Regions from separate parts of the Bombyx mori genome. Here region 1 is linked to region 2. The links are chromatin contacts, called in public Hi-C maps. All regions are on one chromosome and are shown on one strand. The core of a region is the stretch at or near the end of the contact, and the rest is flanking DNA. Distances in the headings are between cores, read along the strand shown.

What was found. A called contact is a pair of places that touch in the nucleus more often than the background predicts.
Region 1: a Hi-C map of midgut shows a contact between it and region 2, with 2.2 times the contacts expected there. The contact joins the promoter of LOC101745556 here to the enhancer-like site in region 2. A contact is called at or near these places in 3 of 7 Hi-C or Micro-C datasets (midgut and whole pupa).

The regions. Positions count from the first base shown.
Region 1 is chr15:15,844,288-15,850,783 of ASM3026992v2, forward strand. LOC101745556 (glypican-4) reads right to left here and starts at 3,086. Exons shown (of 12, transcript XM_004923048.5): 1 at 3,009-3,086; 2 at 2,451-2,910. The coding sequence starts at 2,601. LOC101738730 (probable pseudouridine-5'-phosphatase) reads left to right here and starts at 3,610. Exons shown (of 4, transcript XM_004923003.5): 1 at 3,610-4,078; 2 at 4,367-4,585; 3 at 5,709-5,941. The coding sequence starts at 3,955.
Region 2 is chr15:15,751,074-15,757,172 of ASM3026992v2, forward strand. All of the region lies in intron 3 of LOC101745556 (glypican-4), which reads right to left. Among protein-coding and RNA genes, the nearest start is that of LOC101738598, 36 kb to the left of the region's middle. Within about 2 kb of position 2,293, at least 2 of the 8 cell types and tissues checked have open chromatin away from gene starts, as enhancers often do.

The DNA.
Region 1 (6,496 bases), core at 1,836-4,335, 94 kb after region 2:
TGACTCACCCAGTATCGCCCGAAAAATAGACAGTGTCACTTTAGTTTTCTTCCAATATATTTGTGTTATCTTATTCTAGATTATTATGCTTAAACGCTACTTTAAATGCGTTCGCACTAATTTTACAAATGAGTGTTTATGAATGTAATTGTAAAGGATTTTCTGAAAACAATCAATAGTAGGACGTAAAGGAATATGCCATGGTTGAAAGCTTAATCACTGATTCTTCATGAAAGCGCAAAAGTAGCAAAATATGTATAACAAAGTATGATAAATGAATGACATACATCCTGTAACGAAGAAGTGCAATAAAATTAAGACGAAAAGCAAGTTTAGTAAAATACATGTCTAAACGTTGGTAAAAAAAGGAATTTAAAATTATAATTCATATCTGCTATTAAGATCTAATCTCGAAACATTTAACACTACCATATTGTCTAATTAGCATTAATGGATTATGAAACACTATGCTATATTTTTGGGTTGGTTGTGGCTAACAAATGTGTTTACAAATATGAGACTTCGTCCATAGAACAAACTTTTGCTAATAATATGGAAACGATACAGGAAAACAGCTAAAAAATCGCTATTTTAGCAAGTAATCTTAAGTATAATTAATAGTGGAGTAACTTATACTTGCTACGCCTAGATGCCAATTAAGAAAACTCGTATTAACAATGAAACGAATTGACGAAAAAGTACTAATGATTTGGCATCACGACAAAACCCTCAGTGTCATCGACATTAGTAGGACTATTTTGTAATAAAATTACTGCCAAATCTTGAGTTCGTGCAAATTTCATACACAATTTCTTCATTTTGAATAAATAGTCTGAATTTGCAACCAAAGATGTGAAATCATCACCTTTTTTTATGTTATAATATAAACGCGAGATCCTGGGTTAAAAGAAAATGATAACATTGGCTTTTTCGAAACGGTCGAGATTTCGTCAGTAAAGAGAGCGCCTAGAAGATATGATGATAGGTGTTATAAAGATAATTAAGTACAGATATAGAAAACATTTGTAATACGTAAAATTAATATAATAATACGTAACCTTACATTAGTAGTTATGCAAGCTAACTTCAACGGTTACTCATTAAATTGGCAAAAGTAAAGAAACTGCCGATTCAATAACATTATGTAGAGAGATCTCAGATGTGCAAGTCAAGTTCAGTCTCAAATCAGTAATTCTGTAATTTACAGGTATTCCTCATAATGCCTCATAATGCAAGCTAACGATCGTACACCACGAATATTACGTAGATCTAAGATTTGTGTTTGAAGAATTTGTTTCACCATTGCATTTGCTTGACCATTTGGTCAACCATACTTAAATTATTTCGCAGAATACAACTTTATTAGACGAACAAGTATGTTGCAATATGAGCATTTCATGTTACCGCCCACTAAGACAACTACACCCACGTGACTCTAGATCTGAGAACTTTGTATTTTTTTCGACCATAACGTTGAATGCTTTCTGAAAGTTTTTAATCGTAATTGAAAATAGTCGTCACTTCAAGGTGACGGTAAAAACAAAAATGGTTTAACTGGAAAATAATTATATTCAGAAACGAGCCAACTAATGGTACTCAATACCTATGGTTTACCTTCCTGGATAGATAGTCGTGCTTTCAATCTACCAAAGACTGGGGTTGATTTAATCAAGGCAGTCAGTACATTATGACTTTAATGATTTTAGACTGTCCATGCCAATATTCAAAGAAACATTGACAATGAAATTCTACTAAAATTAGGTCCCACAAGTAATGCAATAAAAAATATAATAATATAAGTACGTACTATTAATTAAAAGAGTAACTGCGTTTCCTTTTTTTTTTGTCAAGATTCCAGAATATTTTATACAATGCATGGGCATCTCTATTTTTATGTCTCAGGTAAAAAAGGACAGCGTGCCATTAACGGTTCGATTGTTCTACGCTGCATTCGTTTCAAGACAATGCATCTTTTTAACAAATTTTTACTTTAGGAACTTGACTGATTAAATTTTAAAATTAAATAGTTTGGATTTTATACAAAGCGATTTAATAAACGATTTCGAACAAACAATATTTACATGTAGTTCTAATCAAAGAATCATACTTTAAATTAAAAAAAAGCTTTATTACATTATTATCAAAGTTTTACTTGCTGTTAGAAGGTAGGTACAACATCAACATACAAACAAACACGAGTCTGGCGATTTAACAAAACTACTGTTCTCGTTTTAGCGATAAAGCATTTTTCTTCAGAGAATAAATTTTCTTTTGAAGTGATTAAAATAAACCACACTGAGCTACACTTTACGCCGCTTTACCGTTAATGTGCTTTAAAATAGAATATCTGTAACATGTGTTTCGTTTGCGAAAGCATGTTAACAACAACCATATCATGTACTATCATTATCATTATCACATTCAGCTGTAGAGCGGCGCGTGATTCTCACCTGAGTTTGGCTGCGGTTGAATATCTACCATCGCGGACATCCCTTTCTTTTCAAACATATTTTTCACATTTGTACACGAAATTTCCGTATCGGCAGCATTGGCTCCCGCCAAAAAACACACAGTCAAAAGAAATAGTATAAGACTCTTCATATTGAATCCGAAAATCGATTTTTTGTTAAGCGACAGTTCGATACGACAACACTCTCTCACATCCGTTTTAGTGATTTTCAAGAATATAATTTAATTATTAGAAACACAAATTTAACCCTAAGTCCATTAATTAAATTATTAAAAACTAATATCTTGAAATTATTTTACGATACAAGAGATGCCACACGCAACCCGCGACCGTTCAACTGCGATCCATGATGGTCGCAGCCCGACTGTATTGTACTGTACGACTGAAGTCAGCCGAAAGCGAGCTTCGAAGCATTGCCAGCTTGTAGTTTTGCTATGTTACTAAAATACGAATTAAATTACAATTTCAATTCACAAGTTGAAAATTAATTAATATGAAAATTAAAAGTTGATTACAAAATATTTTTTTCTATACTTACATCATTTGTTGTTCGCATCACCTATAGTCGGATTTTTTATTAGACGAAGTCAACTGACGTTTACTGTGTTGTCAGGTTCTGATGAAATAAAAATAGTGTTGTGACAAATTGAATGATTGAAAAAACTCCTGAATTAATGAAATTGCCTCGATTGTCTAGTGAATAGTTGGTGTGCCGAATTGCCGATATCGGGTACGGGGTTTGAATTTTAGGCGTGCTTTGTACATACCAATGAGTTTTCGACGAAATATTATGTTCCTATAGTATCTACCTGTACTGAATACCGAGTGTTTTAAACATTAAGAAAAACATTGCGAGGAAGCTTGTAAGACTGTCCTATTTCCAATACATCATATAGTTGAAATTATAGATGTATAAAATATAACAATTATAGGTATGTAATGAAAATAAAAAAAACTAATTGTAGTTACATACTACTAGTAACATATATTGGAGCACTTTAATACAATTTTATTGTAAAATATAAATAATATTCTTTTATAGTTTGAAATTAATGATTAACTCTTGACACTCATTGTTCATTCATGTGATTGAACGAGAACTGAACGCATCACTATTACTTTAAATATAGTAACATTATTTCACAAAGTGACATTAGCTACTGTCAGTTGGCTTCGTCTAATTAAAAATCCGACTATAATTTATTTCCTTTCCACAGAGTAGTGTAACTGTTACAGATTCCTACTGTAAAGTGCAGAATGGATAAACTAACTTAAAGTAGGTAAAGAATAGGTTTGCATATGCAGACAAAGTTCAGTCTGAATATAATATTCCGTTTATTTTAATTAATTAATTCACACTACGAAAAGTTTTCGAAAGGATTATTGAGTCAATCTAAGAAACTAATATTTACCTAATGAGATACTGTTTGGTTTTAGTTAATTATTAATTATTTAGTTGTTGTATTTACGTAACTGGTTCAATCATGAGGTTTAATTTATTGAGAATAGTAAGAACGGTTCCTAAAGCTGTTGGCGCGCGATGCTACTCGACGAATAATTTTAAGACCGTCACCCACTGTATATTTGATATGGACGGTTTGTTATTAGGTATGTATGTATGTTTGTATAATTTTATTATTTTTTATGTTATTACATTGAAATAAACCATATCATACCAAAAAATAAAACTAGTTTAAAAGAGCATATAAACTAATAACATCTCGAATGAAGACATTGAAATAAAAAGCATTTTTAACTAACAAAATAACATTTTTTTATATTTTTTTTATATATAGTCCTAATTGTTTATATAATATAAATTTCATTTTGAATTAGATGTAGCATATAGTTGTGAAAGCAAGGTAAAATAACCATTAAAACATTTTCAATTTCCAGACACCGAGCAAGTTTACAAAAAAATGATAACGCAACTTTGTGCGCAATATGGCCACACATACACCAATGAGCTCATGATGAAGATCTTGGGTGGTACAGAGCAACGACTCTCTGAAATCCTCTGTAAAGAACTGAACTTACCAGTGACTCCTACAGAATTTAGAGATCAATTACTTGTCTTAGGGGATAAGATGCTGGCTGGTACACCCTTATTAGATGGTTTGTTCATTTCCTAATTGTATTAAAGAAATATTTAAGATATAATAATATTCTTTTGCTTTTCCATGGTTTTAAATGCATGGAAAGTTACTTGTAACTTTTAAAGAATGAAACAGTATTTTTTTATTTATTGTTTAGGTGGGTAGACCTAACACCTGGTGTTAAGTGGTTGAGATATGAGTTCTAAGGTCTCAGATTTTACAGTACAACAGCTGCTCCACCCTTCAAACCGAAAGACATTACTGCTTCAAAATAGAAATAGGCAGGGTAGTGGTACCTACCCGTATGGACTCACAAGACGTCCTACCACCAGTAAAAAATTAAGTGTATATATAGAAATTAAATAAAATATTAGATTACATATGTATTTAGTATATTATAGTATAGTTTTTATATATTTTATATTAAATATGACAATAATGCTATTCCAATTGTTCACTGCTAAAATTGCATTGGAAAACCCATATTCCTTTCTACTGATCATGTCATTAGAAATTAAAAAGGCTCAAGCAACTTTTCCAGAACTAATAACTGCTTAACCAATCGTATTTGTGAATGGCTGGGTCAACAGTTTAAAAAAATCTCTATAAATTATATTTCGGCGATTTTTTCTGTTACACTTGTGACATCAATCAATATTTCTGATTGTATATATACATATCGAGGGGTGAAAGGCTGTCGCTTGGTATAAGAGACATTTCGCGTAGTACACGACAATTATCATTGTAATTAAAGGTGCATTTTATTTGGTATTAAAAGTTCGATGTAATAATAAATTATTAAGTTTATTTATTACTAATATTAAGTTGACTCCATTCAAATAGCTGAAGAAGATTTTTTGTTATTATATTTTTTCCAAATTTTAAACTATAAAGTAAAATTACAAAAATGTCACTTAAATTGCTTTTCACTCCTCAATATGTTTCTGTATACCCAACATAAAAATACTGTTGTTATAAAAAAAATACTTCTCCAAGGAAATTAATTTGCCATGATGGTCTCTAATTATTAAAAGGCACCCATTTTATGAAATCTCTGCCATGTAGAATACAATCAACGATAAAAAAATATATATAATTGAAGTATCTTGTTTAAAATATACTTGATTCATGATCTATCACAGGTGCAGAAAAACTAATAAGGCATTTACATAAAACAAAAGTACCGTTCGCGCTAGCCACGTCATCAAGTGAACGATCAGTGAAGACTAAAGTTGCTGCACATAAGGAGCTCTTCCAACTTTTCCACCACATGGTCATGGGAAGTTCTGATAAGGAGGTGAAATTTGGGAAACCACATCCTGATATATTCCTTGTGGCAGCCAATAGATTCCCAGACAAACCTGAACCTTCAAAGGTAAGTTTGAATTTGAAATAATTTTATTTTTATTTTTTATTATTGCCCTTGTAGGCAAACGAGCATACGGCCCACCTGATGGTAAGTGGTTACCGTTGGACATGAACTTCAGCAATGCCAGGCCACTGCATACCGCAAAATATATATAAGTATACATATATTTATTTTTTTATTACTTAGATGGGTGCACGAGCTCACAGCCCACCTGATGTTTACTGGAGCCCATAGACATCCACAACGTAAATGCGCCATCCACCTTTAGATATAAGTTCTAAGGTCTCAGTATAGTTACATCCGTTGCCCCGCCCTTTGAACCAAAACGCATTACTTTTTCACGGCTGAAATAGGCAAGGCGGTGGTACCTACCTTTCTCACTATTAATTAATTTGTATGACTTTGTCCATATTTAGTGGGAGGGCATATTATACAAGTGTACTGCATCATCATTCAGATTTAATGCCACAAAGCACACAACTGCTTCTGCGTTTGGTCTTGAAGGGTGGAATAGCCATTAACTATACAACACAATCGAGACTTTTAACTCCATGTTTTAAA
Region 2 (6,099 bases), core at 1,043-3,542:
GTCGTTTTCACGATTCCGGATCGCGTGCTGTGAATGCCTTTTTTTTAAAACTGTTTTAATTACTGTCATTATTTTGATAAATAATATTGGCTATCGCAGCCCCGAGTCGAATAAAGTCGTGATATTCGAGACTTTTGCAAAAGAAGGACAGTGTTTATTTTTCGATATATGTAGTCGCTTAAACTAAATTAGATTCGGTCGAGAACAACGCCACTACGTGTGACGTCATTTGAGGCCAAACAAACGACGAGCTGACCATAGATCGTACGCTAATAAGCAACGATTAGCCATTTAAGATATCATGAAGTTGAATTACATTAACCAATTATGTTTAGTGTTTTAAAATAAACGTAATTTGGATACAACTAAGATCCCTTAAGGCGACTCTTTGATTATTTTGTTATTAGTGTTGAATAAACTATTGGTTTTAATGCAAATTGTCGAGTAGAAGTAGTCTTTAATATTTTTTAAAGGTTTCTCGGAAGATCAAGTCGAGTCGTGCAAGGCGATATTTGGTTTAAGCGATATTTCGCTTAACACGCTATTTTTGTAATTAAAGGTGCGTTATATTCAGTATTAACATCAACAGTTCGATGTTTTCAATTGAACTTCAATTAAGTTTACTCCATTCGAATAGCTGAAGAAGTTTTTTTTTGTTATGATATTTTTTCCTAATTTTGAACTTTAAATGGCTCTCATATAAAGCTGCAAAAATGTCGCTTAACCAAATGCCTTTCCCCCTTAAAGTAATCATTCTTTATTCTCAAATGAATTTAAGTTTGTTTTGTAGTAAGGCTCCATAATTAAAACTGGCTGCTTCAACATCAGCATAATGGCTGTCAGCCCTGAGCACCAATGAGTGTTCTTTACTCCATGTACCTCATAATAAAACCATTTTTTTATCGGGTCTAAATAAAAAAAGCCTAGACCGAGAAGGGCACCAGCACATCCCGCGAGTATTGTATAAGCCAATTATGGGTCTCACCGGAGAATGTGCGGCCGTATTATCTTATTAGGTATGTATTATACCAGTACGTCAAGCACGAAAATCCATCGAATTCGTAATGTAAATGTATCGAGTCTTCGATACGAAAACGGATCATTACATTATAATATATTAGTATTCGATAGCCAGCCTTCGAGATTTACGTTACCGCATGTCAAAACAATTTTCATGCTCTCGATTATGAGTATAAGTTTCGATTTTCAAGAACGTGACGATTCTTTTTTTTTCCTACCAATTCTAGTAACTTCGAGGGGTTATTCTAGATTCGCCGAGCTAGTAGGTGAGCTCGCGGGGCTCAAACCTGACGAAGTTGCTAGCACGAACCCTAGCAAGAGCCGTACTTCGCAGAATCTACCTACCACCGAATCGGAAACGCGATCTTGAGAAGATCCGGCGAGAAACTCAGTGGGCTGTGTCTGTGGGTTAATTTACTCGTCGAGCCCTTCATCGCAAGCGATGGGTTCGGCGAGGACGGTGACCGGGTGACGAAACGAAAGTAAGTAAATTTATTTTGCGTTGCCGGCCGGTCAAGGAACGTTTGTGCAACAAGGCATATTATAAAGTTAAGGATTATTTACTAGATGGCACTACGTGGGAATGAGGCGTTCGCTCCTGGCCAATTAATTTTTCCTAATTATAATTTTTTGAATTTTTTTTTTTTTTTCGTTTGTTGTCGTTTCGTTTCGTATTTTTACTTATTTAAAAAAAAAGAAGAAAATATTTGAGAAAAAACAAAAAAAAAAGGCCGCTGAGTTTGTTTTTACGGTTATTCTCAGGACTGTGGCTTTTTTTGGAACCGGTGGTAGAGTTAACATTGTTATTTATATTTACACAACTGACATCAAGTTGAAATAAATGATTTTGAATTTTGATTTTTATTCGTGCTGCTGAAATTAATTTTTTTTACGGACGGTAGGGGCGCTGTTTAAATACTATGCTTTTTTTCTCTCGATATCAATACGAATACTTTTTCGATAGTCATTCGTGCTCACCCTCAGTACACTGTCGTCACATTAACTGGCGTTAGGTCGTATTATGAGCGCGCGTGGGTAGTTCTCACACGTTCCGTTTTGAAAAGCGGGCCGCCGTTATATAAGCCAAAGGAGACTACGACTTCGATCATAAAATACATGGTGGGCGGCGAGCTAGTGGGCCAATAAAAAATAAGTAATAAAAAAAACATCATCAAGTCTTCTTCGCTTAGCTTGTAGGATTCCAAGAGAGTATTACAAAATATGTATCTCGCTTGGTTACAAGTCTGAGGAATTGATTTCACCCATTAACGGAGGTGTTCAGCGCGCAAGTGTCCATGTTTGGACAGGCGGATCCCGTTCGATGGCGCAATTACAGTCTGAGGGCCTAGAGTTGCCAGCCTATAGAAATCGGAAATATTTAAATTTTAAATAACACTAGCGGACCCGACAGACGTTGTCCTGCAAAAATTCATTCAAGTTGATCTAGACGTTTAGTTGTAGTATAGATAAATAACCTAAATACCGACTGTGGCGCCATCTGCCGCGCTGATTTGTGAATCTAAGCCATCCAGGGTGCCACCCAAAGGCATACAAAAAAATCATTCAAATCGGTCCAGCCGGTTAGGAGGAGTTCAATGACAAACACACGCACAGAAGAAATATATTTAAAAAGATAAGCTATGAAAATGCTTTGATACTAGGTACCGGAATCCGTAGTCAGAATGTGAATGTGGTTGCCCTACTTGAATTTTAAGATTGAAGTTTAAACTCAAAATCTAATATAAGAGTCTAAGAAAAGGCAGTGATTGTAAAAGTAATTTATGAAGATTCTTCCATTATTAATGAAATTAAATAAATAAATGTAGTTTTCACAAAATTAAATAGTATTGATGTATAAAAACAGCCATTCTGTATTCGGAGCTGAAGTAATCTGACCTGATCTGAGTAAAACATTTACATGCATGAAGTATCTTCCAAATAAATAAATAATGACTTTGAATTTACATTTAAAGTTTTCAATTTAAATTAAAATAATTTTAAATTTACAGCCACAATACAGTAGTGATTTTTAAATGTCTTTTTAATATTATTTTCTACATGGCAACACTGTCTGACGGAGACTCGTGAAGTGCGTCTCACAATGTCATGTTTAACTTTTCTCTTATTGCAATTAATAACAGGTACAGGGAAACTTGTGCATTACGATGTTCTATAACATTAATTATTTATATACACAGAAATGAAAAAAAAAAATATGAATTTTAATTTTACCGTAAAATGAACAACAATTTCAATTAAAATTTGTTTACAAAAAATGGTCGAAAATTGCTTGCCATTTTGGAGGTTTTCCTCTATCTCGCCATATGAAAAACGATGGAGGCTCAAACGATTTTAAAAGATCGAAGGACAGTCGCCCTCCCGAAAATACGGCCGAGCTTAATTACAAAATCAACTGTCGTCGACCGCTCACAATCAATATTTAAACTTTCATAAGCTTCCACTCTCACGGTCGCTTTGTTTACTCGGGTAAGTAGCTAAGTTATTTATAAAAAAAACTGTTGTAAGTAGGTTTTACTTATAGGTGATTCATTTATTTGATTGATAAAAGCAGATGTGCGACTTAGTGCGAGTTTTTTAACGTTCTCGATAGCGTAAACGTTAACTCAAATTTGTATGTAGTTGGAACGTTTGCCTACGTTTGCCGCTAGGGACGCTGTTGCTAAGGTGGGTGAACGAACTCACGACCCACCTGATGTTAAGTGGTTACTAGAGCCCATAGACATATACAACATAAATGTAGCCACTCGCCTTGAGATATGAGTTCTAAGGTCTCAGTTTTTACAGTACAACGACTGCTCCACCTTTCAAACCGAAATGCATTACTGCTTCACGGTAGAAATAGGCAGAGTGGTGTACATACTCGTGCGGACTCACCAGACGTCCTACCACTGGTATTATCTTAAGAGTATCTCAGTCTTTTGGAATTTCGTCATCGATTAGCGTAACATAAAAACGTATTATCTATAATTTTAGAATAAAAAAGTTTATCAATATGTAAAATGCCGGTTTGCTCCTATTAAAATGGTGGACTGAATCAAATTATGGAAGTCCCTTTTGGCTTTTTGGCTACGCAACGCTTAAAATAAAAGAAAAAAAACCTTGTATTTATTCGCGTTTGTGAAACTGGAATTGAACGGATTGACCGTACGAGGTGTGAGGGGATAGCTATCGATAAATAAAATATCCATAAAACCGAACACATTACTAACGATTTTTTTTTCCTACCTAAGCTGATAGCCTTGAGAGGCTATTTCAGCGTAACCTTATAGATGAGCTCACGGGGCTCAAACCTGACGACGTTGCTAACACGAACCCTAGCAAGAGCCGTGCTTCGCAGAATCTACCACGGGATTTGAAACGCGACCCACTGAGAAGATCCGGCGAGAAACTCAGTGGGCTGTGTCTGAGGGTTAAACTAACGAAAGATTGTTCGTTGTAAAGTTTTCTCAATGGCTCACAATATCGTGGAACTAACCGATTCGGTCTGAGTCACAGTTCACAGTGCTTCCGTCACCGCTAAATCGTTCATTTATAACTTTATGAAACAATGGATCATAATGATTAAAACAGTACGCACACTGGAGACTAAACATTTACATTTGTCAAGAAATGTTAACTAAAGCGTACATATTATGACGTATTTCTTCTCGACTTCATTTCTTGTTAGACCCGTAAGTGTATGGGAAGATAAACGAAATTAAATTTACTCCGTTTTATTGAAGTAGACGGCGTCTTAGTATTGCGTTTCCATCTTACTTCGGTTTACAGGTAAAGGAAAATATTTTTAATTGTATTTTTAGGTATATAAGTTTATGGTCGTAGATAGGCGTATGGAACTAAAACAAATAAGCGACACTAAAACGAAACAAATATAGAATTTAACCTGTGATAGAATGAGATAGAATACTACTCAAGCTTTCACTTCTATCGCGAGTGAATTACAAAGTACCTTACGTACAATTTATTACTTAAATTAAATAATCAAATGAGTGCATGATCCGAAGTCTCACGCATGGAAGTAAAAAAAGTGAACGTAAAACAGATAAATATTTCCATTACTCTTTTTTATTAATTTTTTCCTACCTATTCTGGTAATCTAGAGGGCCTTTTAATCTAATCAACCAGGCTAATACGTGAGCTCACGGGGCTTTAACCTGACGAATTTGCTAACACTAGCCCTAGCAAGAGCAGTGCTTCGCTGAATCCACTACCGAATCGGAATCGCGTCCACTGAGAATATCCGGCGAGAAATTCAGTGGATTGTGTTTGAGGGTTAATTTGTTCGCCGAACGCTTTGTCGTAAGCGACGGCTTCGACAAGAACGCTGATCGGTTCTTGAAGTACCTAAAAACCCCAATAGTGGATCTGGAGGATCTGAAATGACGTGTCATTAATCTAGTAATGACATTACGAAAGCTACAAGAAAGTCATCATCTTATTATACATATATAAATTATGTGTGACGTTGTTTGTCCGCGATGAACACCCAAACTACTGAACCGATTTTAATTTTCTTTTTTTTTAAATATGTGTTTTGTTCCAACTTAGGCCATAGGATGATTTTTATTTCGATTAATGGTCGCAATAGTTTTACAGAGAATTGTAATACTTTCTGACATTAATATCTCATAGATGGTGCTGTGTTAAAAATACCAACGTTACACATAAGCTACAATTTAATGGCATAAACACCACGTGTTGCTGAAGCTAAAGTATAAGTGAAATTTATTTCGTAGTAAATTTAATTTCTTCAGTGAATTTCAGTGAAATCCAATTGTTCTTACTTTGTTAATTTTTATTATTAACATAGCCGGCCACGTGTTATTTAGAAACAAAAACCTTAGCCACAGCAACGTGTGGCCGGGTCTGCTAGTATTCTATTTGTTTTTATTATTGTATTATCCCAATCGGAGTGACATACCTATTTAAAGCACACTGAGGCTGCACTGCACCACATTCAATTTAGAAAATTTAATTTCGTTAGCATCGTAACGTGTTATTCATCAAAAAATCAATTTGCATCTGGATTTTATCTGCATGCAACTGACGGATATTTAA